3 separate regions of the Mus musculus genome follow, and regions 2 and 3 are each linked to region 1. A link is a contact called in public Hi-C and capture Hi-C data. All regions are on one chromosome and are shown on one strand. Each heading gives the region's core, a stretch centred on a gene start, on an enhancer-like site or on the middle of the called end of the contact. The rest is flanking DNA. Distances are from core to core; before and after follow the strand shown.

Evidence for each region. A called contact is a pair of places that touch in the nucleus more often than the background predicts. Capture Hi-C pulls out chosen DNA fragments and counts their contacts.
Region 2: a Hi-C map of uterus shows a contact between it and region 1, with 2.4 times the contacts expected there. The contact joins two enhancer-like sites. A contact is called at or near these places in 2 of 15 datasets of contacts at CTCF or cohesin (the NIH/3T3 cell line and pro-B cells), 5 of 484 Hi-C or Micro-C datasets (bone marrow-derived macrophages, large pre-B cells, muscle stem cells and 1 more), 6 of 115 datasets of contacts at active chromatin or transcription factors (the 230-238 cell line, bone marrow-derived macrophages, double positive thymocytes and 3 more) and 3 of 9 other capture datasets (liver, macrophages and pancreatic islet).
Region 3: a contact with region 1 is called in a capture Hi-C map of macrophages, with 4 times the contacts expected there. The contact joins two enhancer-like sites. A contact is called at or near these places in 7 of 39 promoter capture datasets (the 3T3-L1 cell line, cranial neural crest, embryonic stem cells and 4 more), 1 of 15 datasets of contacts at CTCF or cohesin (pro-B cells), 2 of 484 Hi-C or Micro-C datasets (nephron progenitors and ventricular fibroblasts), 4 of 115 datasets of contacts at active chromatin or transcription factors (the 230-238 cell line, bone marrow-derived macrophages and large pre-B cells) and 3 of 9 other capture datasets (adipose tissue, macrophages and pancreatic islet).

Annotation. Positions count from the first base shown.
Region 1 is chr10:4,616,760-4,619,459 of GRCm38.p6, reverse strand. It overlaps a transcript of Esr1 not described here. Among named protein-coding and RNA genes, the nearest start is that of Esr1, 92 kb to the left of the region's middle. Within about 2 kb of position 1,344, at least 53 of the 459 cell types and tissues checked have an H3K27ac peak or open chromatin away from gene starts, as enhancers often do. A contact at or near this core is called in adipose tissue, pro-B cells and uterus, where this site is marked.
Region 2 is chr10:5,078,779-5,081,496 of GRCm38.p6, reverse strand. The region is part of intron 127 of Syne1 (spectrin repeat containing, nuclear envelope 1); the gene reads left to right. Among named protein-coding and RNA genes, the nearest start is that of Gm51757, 250 kb to the left of the region's middle. Within about 2 kb of position 1,401, at least 70 of the 459 cell types and tissues checked have an H3K27ac peak or open chromatin away from gene starts, as enhancers often do. A contact at or near this core is called in pro-B cells and uterus, where this site is marked.
Region 3 is chr10:5,109,451-5,112,264 of GRCm38.p6, reverse strand. Syne1 (spectrin repeat containing, nuclear envelope 1) reads left to right here. Exons shown (of 146, transcript NM_001347711.1): 117 at 757-890; 118 at 1,230-1,434. Among named protein-coding and RNA genes, the nearest start is that of Gm51757, 220 kb to the left of the region's middle. Within about 2 kb of position 1,309, at least 31 of the 459 cell types and tissues checked have an H3K27ac peak or open chromatin away from gene starts, as enhancers often do. A contact at or near this core is called in adipose tissue, where this site is marked.

The DNA of each region.
Region 1 (2,700 bases), core at 95-2,594:
TGTGTTAACTAAAGTAATTCAAACCTCATCCTGTAGGCTGATATACTTCGTTCCTGTGTCCTGCTAAAATTAAGATGATACAAACATATAAACTTGATGAATCCCAAGTGATAGAAAGCATTGGCCTTTCAGTGGGGAGCGTGTGTACGCTGGAGGGGAGAAAAATGAAAGAAACCTTTCCCAGGTGTTCCCTCAGATGGTACAGGCTTCCTCCAGCACTTCTGCCCACGCCTGTAAGAAAGAGAGTAAAATCCGCTCCCTGTAGATACTCAGAATTAGACACAATCACAGATGATACTGATGTGGAGAACGTTTGCACGAGCATGCAACCACCTTGGTAATAAAGTTTACTTCTTCTGCCCTAGTGTTTTAGACTGGTTCTAAATCACTACACAAAGCCAGCGATTGGCTGCTGTTGAGCAGAACTGGACTGTGGACGTTAACCAAGTTGCCTGGCAGTCTTTACCTGACTTCAGTCCACATTTTTCCCCTCCATAGCTACTCTCTAGTTATGCATTATCAGGTTTGGCAGTCTCTACGAGCTCAGCCCTCCGCTTGGCTTGTTGCTGGGTAGGCTTGACCTAAGAGAGTGCATGAGGAAAGAGCCAGAACTTTCCTTTGATGTCTCAGAACTCAAGATTCCATTATATAATCTACCATAAATCCTGGCGGTCAGGACTGACACTGGCTTCCAAAGTTACCAGAATATGACACTCCCTACTTGATTCATTGTGGAGTCTGACATGTCTTAATTAATATGAACTCAGAGCCTCAGCTTGCCAGCGATAAGAGACTTTTCTGATTTGCCTTCTTCATAGCTTTAAGGGTTTCCTTGATTAATTTTCTTCTCCTGAAATCTAAACCTCACATGCTAAATGTTCTGACTGGCTCAGGTTTGACCTCACAGATGTTTCCTTGTGGTCACAGAAAATACTTCTCCTCTGAGAATAGGTTTGATAATTTTGGGGGGGGGGGCAATAAATTGAACTGAACTAGATGAAGAAGTCAAGTGCAGGCTTTTAGCCACACTTTTTTACTTCTACAACCTGCCTGGTGTGTTCAAGTCTCAAATATAAACGGTGGTAGATGATAGCATTCCCTATGAACAAATTAAGGCCTTGAACCTTCCCCCAAGCCTTCTTCTCTGTAACAATATAAATCTCTCTCCTTGCTCAACACATGAGTGAGGCTTCCCACAAGGAGAAAATTGGCACATTTAAATGTCCTTTCTACTCTCAATGCTGAAGAAGGAGTGAGATGGACCAAGTCCAAACAGTGAGAAGGAAGGAGACTGAGGGCCTGTCTCATCGGAACACAAATAATTTGTGAACTGTTCTCAGTGATTAATACTCTGCACTTGAACCCTGCTTATGCAACAGAAGTGCTACAGTGAGCTGACTCTTGGTTTCTGGGTTTTGCCTTTCCTAGAAAACATTTTTCTATGAATCTTTTTTTGTTTTGTTTTGATTTGGTTTGGTTTGGTTTGGTTTGGTTTGGTTTGGTTTGGTTGCACACTAGATTTGAAGCAGCCCTTTGCTTGATTGGTGAAGTCTGAAAATGGACTAGAGGGAAGGACACCAAAGCAACATGAGCAATGTCCCTCCAACAGAGTGATACCCTGTTACCCTCTCCCTGCCCCTCTCTGCTCAAAACAGGAAAGCCAGGCATCAGCTGCCAAGGGACACTCTCAGCAGCCTTTGAGATTCGTTGTAACCTAAATTAGATTACTGAATGTGCTTAGCATTTTCTCCCAACCTTTGTCCCCAACAGACACCTGCCTTGTTTTCTTACATAGCTGTCACCCTAACCTTTTACCGTACCATACTCCTTTAAAGGATGAGAAAGAGAGAGAGGGGGAGAGAGAGAGAGAGAGAGAGAGAGAGAGAGAGAGAGGGAGAGAGAGAGAGAGACAGAGAGAGACAGAGACAGAGAGAGACAGAGAGAGACAGACAGAGAGACAGACAGAGAGACAGACAGAGAGACAGAGAGACAGACAGAGAGACAGACAGACAGACAGAGAGACAGAGACAGAGAGACAGAGACAGAGACAGAGAGACAGACAGAGAGACAGACAGAGAGACAGAGACAGAGAGAAAGGGGAAAAACAATCTCCTTACACCCCTCCTCTTTAGCTCCCCAATCACTGGGTTCAGCTCCAAATCATCTGAAGCATTTCAGTGGTGGCGAGAGGTGTCACAGGCTCCCTTCCCTAGGCAAGCCTTCAATGGCATCAGCTATCTTGTACTCCCAGACAGGCACCTACGGCTCTAATAGTACATATGTTAATGTCCTGGCTCACTATTCCAAATGGAGGTGGCTGAAGACAGGAGGCGCAGAAGCGTGACTCAGTACCAGCACTGAGGTCATACCCAGTATGCCAGGCCTTCATTCACTTGCTAGGGAATTAGGCCTCCAAAGTCAAAGGACTGCTCAAGTACGAAATGTAAAGTACGAACTTGAGTACATATTTGACAAGTGTGTATAAATTGCAAATAATTGCACCAGTCTCCATGTCATACAAATAGAAGCATTTTCTTATGAATCTATATTCTATCCAAATAAGATTGTTTTTGCCATAAAAATATCCCAGGGAAAAAGCATTTTGCACATATAAAGTGTGCTGCTTAGTCCCTAGTGGTCCCTGAATGAAAAACCTTCTGGGATCTGTTTGGCAGTTAGTTGCTAGATCCATCTTTCAAT
Region 2 (2,718 bases), core at 152-2,651, 460 kb before region 1:
TCCCATTTCCTCCTGGTTATGTGCCAGCATGGATCATAGTCCGGCGCATTCCCATTTCCTCCTGGTTATGTGCCAGCATGGATCATAGTCCGGCGCATTCCCATTTCCTCCTGGTTATGTGCCAGCATGGATCATAGTCCGGCGCATTCCCATTTCCTCCTGGTTATGTGCCAGCATGGATCATAGTCCGGCGCATTCCCATTTCCTCCTGGTTATGTGCCAGCATGGATCATAGTCCGGCGCATTCCCATTTCCTCCTGGTTATCTGCCAGCATGGATCATAGTCCAGTGCATTCCCATTTCCTCCTGGTTATGTGCCAGCATGGATCATAGTCCGGCGCATTCCCATTTCCTCCTGGTTATGTGCCAGCATGGGTCATAGTCCGGCGCATTCCCATTTCCTCCTGGTTATGTGCCAGCATGGATCATAGTCCGGCGCATTCCCATTTCCTCCTGGTTATGTGCCAGCATGGATCATAGTCCGGCGCATTCCCATTTCCTCCTGGTTATGTGCCAGCATGGATCATAGTCCGGCGCATTCCCATTTCCTCCTGGTTATGTGCCAGCATGGATCATAGTCCGGCGCATTCCCATTTCCTCCTGGTTATGTGCCAGCATGGGTCATAGTCCGGCGCATTCCCATTTCCTCCTGGTTATGTGCCAGCATGGATCATAGTCCGGCGCATTCCCATTTCCTCCTGGTTATCTGCCAGCATGGATCATAGTCTTCTTTCCCGACTGATTGTCGTCTGATCCCAAGACTTTGATGCTCTTAGATGCAGAGGCCATTTCTTTGGACAAGCCAGTGCCTATAGCAGCTAAGTGTTGTTTGCCTATGGGGAATAATGAAGGCAATGTCCTCCGTATATGTCCTAATACTTAGGTACCTCTGAGGATAAAAATAATGCCAGAATTATCATATTTTGGAGATGAAGAAATTGATAGTCATATGATGATTTCTCATTCAGGCAAATCGTGTAATCATTCCATGAAAGTATTATTATTACTAACTAAGTCAGACATTCATATTTTCTAAAATTGTCGATAGAGTACATATATCTACTTGAAAATACAGCTTGAAAGTGGTGTTTGGCCACATGATATGCTCTGAGGAGATTTATACACTGTGCCTGTGAGCAGGCCAAAACCTGAAAAAAAAAAAAAAAAAAGGAAGTAGATAGAGTATGCTTCTAGGATCTTCCTCTGCCAGACTCCTGAGGTATGAAACTAACACATAATTATTCTGTCCCAGTCCAATCTACACTCGAGTGTTTAAACCAGTGAGATAGTAGTTTTGGGTCTGGCCAGGTGCCAGGATGTAATACTTCTGGAGGAGAGGGACCCAGAGGTTTTAGTGGCTCCTGGGTTTGTCATTTCCGGTGAACTACTGTCAAATATGAATCCAAAACAGGAAACAAGCCAGTGCTCTACTCCTTGTAAAAGTCGCCAAACTCTGCTGAACACAGATGGCGTTACGCCAGCTCAGGAGGAGCCAGCCGGCTCTGCTCCCTTCGAAGCGGCTGATGTGCAGGAGTAACTGGGAGGGTCCACAGATGAGGATGAGGAAGCCAGCTTCAAGCAGATGCTTGGGAGCATCAGAAGAAAAGCAAAAGGGAATTGGCTTTTCAGCTGCCCAAGGGATCTGTTGTAGCTAGCTCCCTTGAGGATTATATTGCTTTTCTTCCTCTGTTGCTTGTATAGAACTATGTGTGATTCTAGCTGTAATGTAAATATATAACACTGCACCACTAGAATTGCTCATGTATATGCATTTGTATGTGTGCATTTGTGTGTGAGTGTGTGTGTCTGTTTACACCCACCCACAATGTCTTGATAAAAACACTTACTGTTAGAAAAAAAATGTACTACCTATTCAGCTGTCTCACTCTGGAGGCAATATACCATGGCGGCAGTACCCTTAAGACAATATATGTGCTGAGCTGGTAAATTTCAGGGTTTCAACTGAATCCAAAGAAAGAAATGGTTCATTTATATATAGCTTGGATATTTAGTTTATAAACAACATCAAATGCCACCCTTCTTAGGGATTTACATCTTTGCAAAAAAGGTTTTGGCCCTGGCTTGCACCCAATGCTTGCAGCCCACATATTTAGTTTTTGGTTTTTTTTTTTCAGTCATAGCTCCACAGTAAACAAATGAAAGCAGTGTCATCATGTTGTGAGACAAACAGGAAGGATGCATATTCAAACTGCTCCCTGGAGACATTGAGCACATGAATGCTAAGAAGGAAAAACTATCAAACTAACACAACATTGTCAAACCTGTGGTGTTTGACAGTGCTTTTTAAATTGTCACTTGCCTGTGTCTTCCTGTCAACACACCACATCCTGGGATAGATATAGTACAGCACTTGACATATGAAAGGTGATCGATCATTTGTTACAAACACTAAATACTAGTGTTTGGAGAAAATGCAGTGTCAAATGAGAAAAGACAGGCTCGTAGAAGATGAGAAACTTGCTCTATTTTTGATGGCAGAGTAGTGGAGACTAGCCTTGAGTCTTAGCTGCGTCTGGACATGTGATTGATCCTTCTATAAATTACAGCCTAGAGCAAAGACTCCAGCTTTACTGAGCCTACCTTTGACTAACCAAAAGCCAATCACTTAAACTGCCTAATTCACTCTGGGCACATCAACTTCTCAAAGAAATAGGTGATTTCCTTTTATCGTGTGACCACCCTCTCTGTGGATGTTGG
Region 3 (2,814 bases), core at 60-2,559, 490 kb before region 1:
GTCATGACTCCTGACAGGGTCAAACAACCCTTTCACAAGGGTTGTGTAAGACCATCAGAAAACACATATTTACATTAAGTTTCATAATTGTAGCAAAAATTATACTTATGAAATAGCAATGAAAATAATTTTATGGTTGGGGGTCACCACAACATAAGGAACTATATTAAAGGGTCTCAGCATTAGGAAGGATGAGAAGTGGGCTAGACAAAAGTTATTAAATATGTGAGGTGATGGTCTGTTAATTAGATTAACTTAACCATCCTACAATATAAACAGATATGAATGTTTTTGAACACTTATTCAATTGTCCTATGGATATGTACAGTTACTTTCTGTGAGTTTTTTTTTTTTTTTTTAATGTAGACCTGGAAAATTCTTTGCATGAGGTAGAACTTAGAAGTGGTCCTCAGAAAAGCTGAGATTGGCTGTCTTCTTCATCAGTTACTGGGAGAACCACTCTCCGTGCTACTGACCTGGCACCCTTGTTTTGGCAAAAAGAGCCACAGTGTGGCAGACAGTGCCTGGACCGCTGCTACAGCATCTTCCCTAAGCAAGGACATCCTTCATGGGCTTCTAAAGAAGAGTCCATGTGCAGAAGGGGGCTCAGTTGCTGTGACTCTCCTCTCATGCAGTCACACGAACAGAACTATAAGAAGTTATCTTTTTAACAGCAGTGGAGTAGCACATGCCTGTCCATTTTAAACTTGCTCATTAGTTCCTGTTTGTCACCTGTGGTTCTCTTTCTTTGAGCAGAATCTTCATGATGAACTAGAAAAACAGGAAGGAGGCTTACAGAAATTTGGCTCTATCACCAACCAACTATTGAAGGAGTGTCACCCACCTGTGGCAGAAACCCTCTCCAGTACTCTGCAAGAAGTCAATATGAGGTATGGGACCAGCTACTCTTACAGCATTCTCAGCTGTAGATCTAAAGAGTCTACTCTACTAATGTTTTGGTTGTTTTTCTTTTTATAAACCGAATTTAATGAAAAATAACCACAAAGAAGACATTTAGGAAGGATCAGGACTTCCATAGTCCCAAGGATAGTTTTCATCCCCTTGGAATATGAATGTGACACATTAGCCTTTATTATGTTAAATAGACATGAGTCATTGTTTTGCTATGCCCATGTTCACATGAACCATGATGAAGACAAATAAAATAGTAAGTGATAGCCTTTGGTAAGAGATATGAGTCTGCCCTAAGTGCTCGCTGTTGCTTGCAGATGGAATAACTTACTGGAAGAGATCGCTGAACAGCTGCACTCCAGCAAGGCCCTCCTTCAGCTCTGGCAGAGATACAAGGACTACTCAAAGCAGTGTGCCTCTGCCATCCAGAGACAAGAGGAACAGACCAGTGTACTGTTGAAGGCAGCCACTAACAAGGATATCGCTGATGATGAAGTCACCAAGTGGATTCAGGATTGCAACGTATGTTCAGGGACTTGTTTGGGACTTGCCCAACCCGCTGGCCTTCAGTTTCATTGGTTTTGTAGGGCTAGTAGAGATGCATGTGAGCTTTGGGGCTATCTAAATCTGTGAGACAGTTTATCCCAAATTCATCACCCCATTAACTGAAGAGCCTAGTCTTACAGAGCCCTCCTGCATGTGTTTACAATTTGTGAGTTTCTTTCCCATTGTTTTATTTTTAAAAATGAGTTGCCTTTCCCACTTTTCCCTAGTGGGGTATAAATCTATGAGGGAAATGTAGGCTATCTGTTTGTACTGAAATAGTCACTGTAAGTTGCAACCACATGGGGGAAAAATCATGCCTTTAAAAAAAAAATCAACTGTTAAAGTTATCCACATTATTTAAAAAAAAAAATCATCCACTTAGATTTGTTATCTGCTGCAGTGCATCAGACAATAGCTGCATTCAGGTATTTAACAGCAGAGAGCAGCAGCTTGCTGCCACACATTTTAATAGCTTTTATATGATTCCCCTTTCCTCCATAGTTGCCAATAACCTACTTAGGGCTTTTGAGAAAGGCCTTCTCTTATTCCACCCATTATGGACCTCTTATTGTTTGTCCTTATTTGTCTTTATTTTAATGATCTTTGTTACAAAGATCTGCTTAAAAGCTTTCCCAAATCAGTTTATTAAAGTAGTCAAGTTATAAAACAACCCACATAAACTGAAGATTATACCTTCAGTCTAAATAAAGGTTTCAAGCGGCAGGGTTATTGTTTACAATAAAGATAACCTTCGTTTTGGTTGGCATTTTTTTTGTCTTTATAAGAGCAGTCATTTTCAGTGTTTCAGAACCAAGACACATGTTGTTATCTGTGTCAAGGTTAAAGGTGCCCTTCGTTCTTCTCTGAAAGGAAACTCACTGTTCAGGCACAGCAGGATCCAGCCGCCATCTTGTGCAGATGGAACCCCAATTGCCATCAGGAGCAGAAGTCCTTTGTAATCTGTTACTATTCCATAGGACCCAGAAACAGGGAACCCCCACTGGCTCACAGTTATGGGCATATGGTTGGGTTTCATAAAGTACAGGCTGGAGATGCCACGGAGAGAGAGGTGGAGAAGGTCCTTAGCTCTGTCCACCTGAGCCATCTCTGACCTCCACACCCCACCAGCACCCGAATCCTGGTGTAGCTACAATTAGGTGACCACAGATAGACTATTGCCAAAGACCTCCATAGAAATAAGTAGGAAAGGCGAACTACAGCACCATGCCTTCAGTTTGATATGTTTACATATACAAAAAAGTGAGGAGAACATGACCTAAGGTTTCTCCTTACTGCCACATCTAGTGCATCGTGGTTTCTTCTCTTCTCTTTTCTCTTATGTATATGAGTACACAG